2 separate regions of the Rattus norvegicus genome follow, and region 1 is linked to region 2. The links are chromatin contacts, called in public Hi-C maps. All regions are on one chromosome and are shown on one strand. Each heading gives the region's core, a stretch centred on a gene start, on an enhancer-like site or on the middle of the called end of the contact. The rest is flanking DNA. Distances are from core to core; before and after follow the strand shown.

Region 1 (4,228 bases), core at 811-3,310, 74 kb after region 2:
GAGAATGCACTCCTGACGCATTTGACCCAGGCCAGCAGTGATGTCGTGAGAAGTGAGGTCAGAAGCCCTGAGCACACAGAGTCATCTCAGAGTGAATGTAACGTGCGGCTTCCATCACGAAGACAGGTCTTAAGCAGCGTAGAGGAGAGGACAGACAGGAGGTAAAAGCAGGGTTCTTCGTGTTCAGGACAGGACAGTCTCTATCAAGAAAGCACAGCTAGGAAGTGACCAGAGTCACTGGTGCCTTTCCTGTCCCACTTTTTCATGACGAGCATGACGGTTTGAGGAGCTAAGTTGGTTGTGGTGACTTGAGAAACTACTTCTCTCCGACCCTTGGGGACTCAACCTTCTGTCTGCTGACCCACGGCTTCTTGCCCTGTTTGTCCACATGCTAAGGTTCTGTTCCTATCTCACAAGGGACAACAGAAAGTGGCTCGTCTGCACTAGCACATGTTTTACACTATGGACACATATGTCCATGCATCCATGTACAAACACACACACACACACACACACACACACACACACACACACACAGACCATATGGGAACACTGATCAAGTGGCTTGACATGACTGAGAATGTGGCATTACCCTAAATGGAAGAACAGTGACATCATAGTGGGGCAGGATAATACAAGTGTGCAGAGGGCAGGTGTGATACAGGTGTGCAGAGGACAGGTGTGAGGGGTGTGCAGAGGGCAAGTGTGATACAGGTGTGCAGAGGGCAGGTGTGATAAAGGTGTGCAGAGGGCATGTGTTATACAGGTGTGCAGAGGGCAGATGTGGAATACACAGAGGGCAGGTGTGGGGGTGTTCACAGGGCATGTGTGATACAGATGTATGATACATGTGTGCAGAAGACAGGTGTGATACAGGTGTGCAGAGGGCAGGTGTGGGAGTGTTCAGAGGGCAGGTGTGATACAGATGTGCAGGGGGCAGATGTGATACAGGTGTGCAGAGGACAGGATGATAAAGGTATGCAGAGGGCAGTGGTAGCCACTGGGCAGAGACAGCAACAGCTCCACATTCCTAAAGGAAGGGACACCAGAAGGTAAGAGGGTGGCCAAGTCAGCTGATGGATGACGTGGTTGTCCTCTCCAGTCTCTAGGAATCCTGGTCAGGACCAGGCAACCAAGGAAAAGTTGGAGGTGTGTTGAGTGTGACTTTAGACCCTGATCTTAAGATATCAAACAGGCGTGCCGATGCAGCCCTGTGCAAATGGGGGAGCTCTGTAATGCTGAACTACTGCTGACTGTAATATATTTCATTTGTGTGCGACTCCGCTTAATGCAGAACCATGCCAGTATGGGGTTGTGTCCCAGGGCCTCTCACTGTGTGAAGCAATGCCACGGTTTGAGACTGACACTGATTCAGACTCTGACAGTTGCCCCTCGTTGCCAGGATCCACGCCTGTGCTGGAGTTATGTAACTGTGTGTGCTGCCTGCTATGTAACCATCACGTGGTCATGGGCTTCACAACTGCAAACCAAGTCTCCAGAGAAATGGCAGACCCGCTTTCATCTTGCTGGTTCGTGGTCCAGTACATCTAAGTCCACATGAGACAACCTCAATCTTGAACACATCACTCACAAAATGTGTGATCTGTGGATTCAGTTGGACAATAACACTTTAGTTCCACTGACGTAACATGGGGAGATCTGCTTGGCCTCCTCTTTCTGACCTTTGGACACACATGAGGCTGATGAGCAGCCCTAAGTCCAGACCAGCCATTCACCCAGGCCCTGGTTTTCATCGCAGAACATTTCTCCCTGGGCTGTGGATTTCCTGTCAAGTACACAGATGCATGGGTACACACATACTCTCGAGTGTGCACACATACATGAGCACAGACAGACACACATGAGCACACATGAGGACACATGAGCACACACACACACACACACACACACAGAGAGAGAGAGAGAGAGAGAGAGAGAGAGAGAGAGAGAGAGAGAGAGAGAGGTAGAATCCAGTGAGCTGACTACCCAGGCTGTGTTTGTTCTCTTACTCATCTTAAGTATTTCCACTTGCCCGTTTGACTTCTCCATCTGGGTGTTCAGCATGACTCGCTGTGCCTCAAACCAATTACCTCACTTTTCAAGCATCCCGAGGACGCTGCTGCCCCTGTCTGCTCACTTAGTAAGAACCAGCCAGGCTTCTCAAGCCAAGAGCTTTGTGTCTGTTTTGACTCTTTCTTCTCCTCCTTGATGATCTCGACCAGCTCCGTGTGCTCTCCAAACAGCCCTTCTTCTGTTTTCTCTTTGCAACAACACCTTTGCAGGCACTTGGTATTTCTCTCCAGACCCTGTCAGGATCCTCTGAGCTTTCCCACCCCAGGGCACATGCCACGATGCAGCCAGCAGAGGGATCTAAAGCATTGACAGAATGGCTCAAGTTCTCTGATGCCCAAAGACTGAGGGAAAACTGCCAGTGTGTCTTCTACGCTTTCTGACCTGGCTGGAGGGCTTCATCCTGACAGGCTGTTACTTCTCAGAGTCCTGTGGTCTAACCACAGCAGGTTAGCAGGACGGTTCTGTGTCAACCTGACAGAAGCTATAGTCATCGGAGAGGAAGGAAGCTCAATTGAGAAAATGTCTGCATGAGATAGGGCTGTAGGCAAGTGGGCAAGCCTGCAGGCATTGTCTTAGTTAGGGTTTCCACGGCTGTGAAGAGACACCATGGCCAAGGCCTCTGTTTGAGGTAGAGTTTCCACTGCTGTGAACAGACACCATTACCACAGCTACTCTTATAAAGGACATTTTTTTAATTGAAAATAGATTTAATTCTTCCATACAATACATCTTATTGGATATTTTTATTTACATTTCAAATGTTATCCCCTTTCCCCCACCCAATCACCCACTCCTTCTAGCCTCCTTGCCCTGACATTCCCCTACACTGGGGGATCCAGCCTTGGAAGGACCAAGGACTTCTCCTCCTATTGGTGCCCAACAAGGCCATGGTCTGCTACATATGCAGCTGGAGCCATAGGTCTGTCCATGTGTAGTCTTTGGTAGTGGTTTAGTCCCTGGGAGCTCTAGTTGGTTGGTGTGGTTGTTCTTATGAGGTTGCAAACCCCTTCAGCTCCTTCAATCCTTTCTCTAACTCCTCCAATAGGAACCCCATTCTCAGTTCAATGGTTGGCTGAGAGCATCTGCCTCTGTATTTGTCATGCTCTGGCAGAGCCTCTCAGGAGACAGCTGTATCAAGTTCCTGTCAGCAAGCACTCCTTGGCATCAGCAATGTTGTCTGGGTTTGGTGGCTGTATGTATATGGACTGGATCCCCAGGTGGGTGGGGCAGGCTATGAATGGCCATTCTTTTAGTCTCTGCTCCATTTAATTGGGGCTGGCTTACAGGTTCAGAGGTTCAGTCCATTATCATCAAGGCCGGAACATTGCAGCAGCCAGGCAGGCATGGCGCAGGAGGAGTTGAGAGTTCTGCATCTTGATCTGACTGCAATCGGGGAGAAAACTGACCTTCCCCATGGGTGGAGCTTCAAAGCCCATCCCCACAGTGATACGCTTCATCCAACAAGGCCACACCTCCTAACAGTGACACTCCTCATGGGCCAAGCATGTTCAAACCACCACAGGTGTTTTCTTAATTAGTCACTGATGTGGGAGGGTCCAGCCCATCGTAGGTGCTGCCATACCTGAGCTGGTCATTCTGGGCTCTATGAAAAGGCAGGCTGAGCTAGCCATGGGGAGCCAGGCAGTGAGCAGCACCCCTCCATGGCCTCTGCAGCAGCTCCTGCCTCTAAGTTCTCGAGCAGTTTGAGTTCCTGCCTGATGTGCTTTGACGATGAAGATGAACTGAGATGTGACGCTTAAGCAGAATGAGGAGTCTCCTCCCCAAGGTGCTTTGCTCAGTGGCGTTTCATCGCAGCAGTAGCAATGTCAATCAAGACAGCAGGATAGCTCCAGGCCTCCCTCCCACCTCCTTCCGTGTCCTTATGTACTGACAAAGCTGACCGATCAATCAGCTTTTACTTTGGTATACCAGTGTGCACAGCCACGACCCATCTTGATTGGCTGCTGCTTGTTTAGTGTTAAATATTGTGGACACTTCTGACTACAGCTGCCGTTTCAGTTCTATCTCTGTCTACCGTGATCCTGTGAAATCAAAGGCATGGACTTTGTGTACTGTGTATTCACTTCTCCAGAGCCAGAAAAAATATCTGTAAATACATGGGGTCCTTATTTGCTAAAACGGACAGAATGCAAAT
Region 2 (3,722 bases), core at 60-2,559:
AATGCTCACTTATAGTAAGTCGTCAGATTTTGGAGACAGTTCTTTGAATCATATATAATTTTACCATTCATTACAGACAGAATCGTTTGCGCATTACTGGAGTGGATGTGCTGTTTGTTTAGTTTAATACAGTTTGATACGCTCCGAGGTAGGAAGCCTGAGAAGTCTTTTTTTCCATAATTAGACTCTTGTGCTTCCATAAGAGAAAGCTTCATACAGACAGTCGAACACGACGGTTTGTAACATATGATAGTTTTAAACCTGAGATGGGTCCTTGGCGAGGTGTCCGTTAGCCGTGTGGTGTGTGGCACAAAGCGCCGCTGTTGTGTGTTAACTGGGTCTGTGGAGGCTGACTGAGCGGCTGCTGAGACTCAAGGACTGTGGGGGAGTTGGAATGTTGCAGGTCTGGAACCTAATTACATTTATCTTAGGTGACCTTTAGCCTGCAAAGTAGCCATTCACCCCTCCCCCGCTAATGTCCTGATTACATACAAATCAAATCCTTCAGGAATGTATTCACTTAGCAAACTCCCAATTTTCTTCCAATGAAACAGCCCGGGGTGGTCAGAGAGCAGCTAAGCCTAAAGCTGAGACTTCTGTGCTTCCTCATGACCGCCTACGTAGTGTATTTAGGGTGTCTCCATGAAATTCCTTTTGCATTGGGACATTGGATTTGGGGGTTGTCTAAATCGTTTCCAGGCCATGGCCACACAGATTTGGCTCTAGGATAAACTACCTCTTGTTCTCTTTGAGGTGAGAGCTGTGCGGACAGCACTAAGGCCTTAATGAAGGTTCTCCGTACAGCACACGTGAGTTTTGTCAGAAACACCTCAGCTCCGTTCCGTGTTGGATTGCGGGTTAATTTCCGCCTGTGTCAAAACTTCTCCCTGATGCTGACTTTTCTTCAGCTCAATTCTGGGGAGTCAAGGCCTGCAGCTCTCAGACGTCTGGCTTAGAGGCCAGATGTCCTTGGAGAGTGCATTTATACTCACGTTCATGTGTTGCTATTAAAAAAAAAATTCTCCTCTGACTTATATACAGCAACATTATCATTTTCTGTTAAAATTGTCCATCTGTCCATCCTAGGTTCTGGGTTCTTTTGAGGCCGGTGAAGCCCTTCGAGTACATGTTGATAACCAGACCATAGATCTATCAGTGGAACGCCCCCGCCGTCTCAAAGCGGCCCACCCTACCCTGCACATAATCAGTTTCAAGTCCGTCTGTAACTTCACTTCCTCCTTCAGGCAAGTACGGCTGTAACTCATTAAAAACTCCGGGACTTGCATCAGCCAGCAGGAACGCCGACCAACCGCACGCTTTTAAACTGATGTTTTCATTAGTCCTGCAAGCACCGGGCTGGCAGGCCTGTCTGCACTCTGTGTCTGGCCACGCCACCCTGATCAAACCTGGCCTCATTCTGCATCCTCTTTCAAATCACAGGGCTGGATAGAAGAGGTGAACCTCGTTGGTTACATTCTGGAATTCACTGCTAGGCTTGATCACGCCTAACTCTTAAATCTCTCATTATGGACTAAGAATTCAACGGATCTTCTTTCTTCCACAAAGTCTCACAAAGTCTCCCAGTCAGCCTGTGACAGAGAAGCATTTCCTTCTCTTGGCCATTGATTCACAGAGCACCAGGTGTGTTTAGAGCCAGAGGGGCATGGGTTCTGTGGATAGGATCTCTTTAAAAAAAATGGCGACCATTTTTTCATCTTTTAAAAAAGGTTTTTATTATTTGTGTATGCGTGCGTGCATGTGTGTGTGGGTGCGTGTGTGTACGCGTGTGCACGTTCAGATGTCAGCAGAAGCCAGAAGGTGTCAGGTCCCTTGGAGCTGGAGTTACGGGAGGCCGTACGCTGCCTCAGTGGCTGCTGGGATCTGACAGTGCAAGAGTTTGATATTGCCAAGCTGCCTTTCCGGCCCTCACCCCACAGTGGGGAGAGTTGTAAAAGGGCCGCCATTGACTAAAGAGGTGTGCGCTTGCTTTTCTGTGGAACGCTTTTCTGGATCACTCTGGTAGGGAAGACTCCGGGCTCCATAGTCTTCAGGGCCTCGTCCTTTCACCTGGAGAGGCCTGGGCTCTGCAGATTTTTAAAGTGTGTATTGGAGAGTCTAGTTATTCCTTGGTCCCTGTAATTAAGCCATTTTTTCCCCTCACAGTACCAACAGCAATTAGCTTTAAATGTTTTGTCCTTCCCCATTAAGTAGTTAGTCCACTCCGGTTACCCCAGCCTTCCTGTACAAACTCTCCCACTGTGTGGAGATGACATATGGAGGCACGCTCTTTCCCGGTTCCAAATCTCTGTCAGCCCTGTTCCCTAGAGAGGCAGGCAGGAAGGCAGACACGTGAGAGGGCATTTCATGGGGGAGTTGGTTTACACAACCACTGAGGCTGAGAGGTCCCACAACAGCTGTCTGCACTCTGGGAATCCCCCAGAGATGCACATAGCATGGCTCAGTGCAAGCATAAGGCCCTAGAACCAGTGATGTCATGAGGGTCTGCTGTTTGCCGAAGAATGATACCCCAGAATGAAATAGCATGCAAAAGTAAGGGACGTTTTATTCTGCAGAAGACCAGCGTGCAGGGGGGGGTCCCTCATTCTAAAATGGAGAGACATCAAATGAGCCCACAGGAACGTTAGGGGATTCTGGGGTAGGTGACCTTTATCTTAGTCAGTCTCTAAGGGCATTTCATTACTGGGAGATGGGGGCTGGAACCTGTTACTGGGAAGGTCTGGAAACTTGCTGACCTGTTGTTCTTGCTTTGAGCTAGCTGGACTGAATAGCTGCCTGAAGCCTGGGGTTTTAAATTTTTTTTTTTTAATCCAAGCCTGGACTTGCCCAGTTCTTAGGTCTAGTCTCATAGGCTGCCAATTTGAAACCTGTCATGGTGTCAGCCTGGCCTCCTCAGTGTAAGGCTATACCTTGAAGCTCAAGGCTTCATACCCAGTGGACACTGGTAGAAATTCAAGAGTCTAGGGGCAGAGGTTCTGATGTCCGAACAGCAGGAAAACACCACCATTACCCCATATTATTACGCTCATATTGCCTTAAGGATCTCTCATTCCCAGAATGATTTCAGATCTCTCTCCCTGACTATGCCCTAATGCTCTGCGCTCTCAGTGCAGCTCTGTGACCACAATGATCACCTCCCTTATTTTTTCGATAACAAGTTATAGTTACCTGATTATTTGCATATACTTAAAAATACAATCTTAAAATATTTTATTTTAATTAGGACAGGTCCTAGTTAGTTTTTTTTTTTTTTCAACCTGTGGGGTGGAGCGATAGACGTTTGAGAAAAAGAGACCTCAACTACGATACGTCCTCACCAGGTTGGCCTGTGGGCGTGCTTGTGAGTTATTTTCTTGATTAATGATTTATGTGAGAGGGCTCAGCCCACTGTGGGCCGTGTAACCCCCCGGAGGTTGCCCTGGGCTGTAGAAGAAAGCAGAGTGAGCAAGTCAACAAGCAGCATCCCTCTGCGGCCTCTGACTCAGTTCCTGCCTCGAGACCCTGGCCGACTTCCTCAATGATCTGTGATCACGATGTGTAAGCTGAAACAAACTCTGTCCGACCTTGGGTCCTGGCGTTTTGTCACAGGACAGAAAGAAACCCTAGTCAGCGTTTCTTAGTTAAGACAGTCGCAGGGTACTACTGGGTTCCGGTATGACATCATCACACAGGCAGTACGCATGCTCGCCTCGTACCCACGCCCC

What was found. A called contact is a pair of places that touch in the nucleus more often than the background predicts.
Region 1: a Hi-C map of liver shows a contact between it and region 2, with 3 times the contacts expected there. The contact joins two enhancer-like sites. A contact is called at or near these places in 7 of 12 Hi-C or Micro-C datasets (the A7r5 cell line, the Rat2 cell line, Schwann cells and 3 more).

What each region holds. Positions count from the first base shown.
Region 1 is chr4:180,131,956-180,136,183 of GRCr8, forward strand. It overlaps a transcript of Lmntd1 not described here. Among named protein-coding and RNA genes, the nearest start is that of Lmntd1, 6.7 kb to the left of the region's middle. Within about 2 kb of position 2,061, at least 17 of the 93 cell types and tissues checked have an H3K27ac peak or open chromatin away from gene starts, as enhancers often do.
Region 2 is chr4:180,058,307-180,062,028 of GRCr8, forward strand. No RefSeq gene overlaps it. Among named protein-coding and RNA genes, the nearest start is that of Lmntd1, 67 kb to the right of the region's middle. Within about 2 kb of position 1,310, at least 6 of the 93 cell types and tissues checked have an H3K27ac peak or open chromatin away from gene starts, as enhancers often do.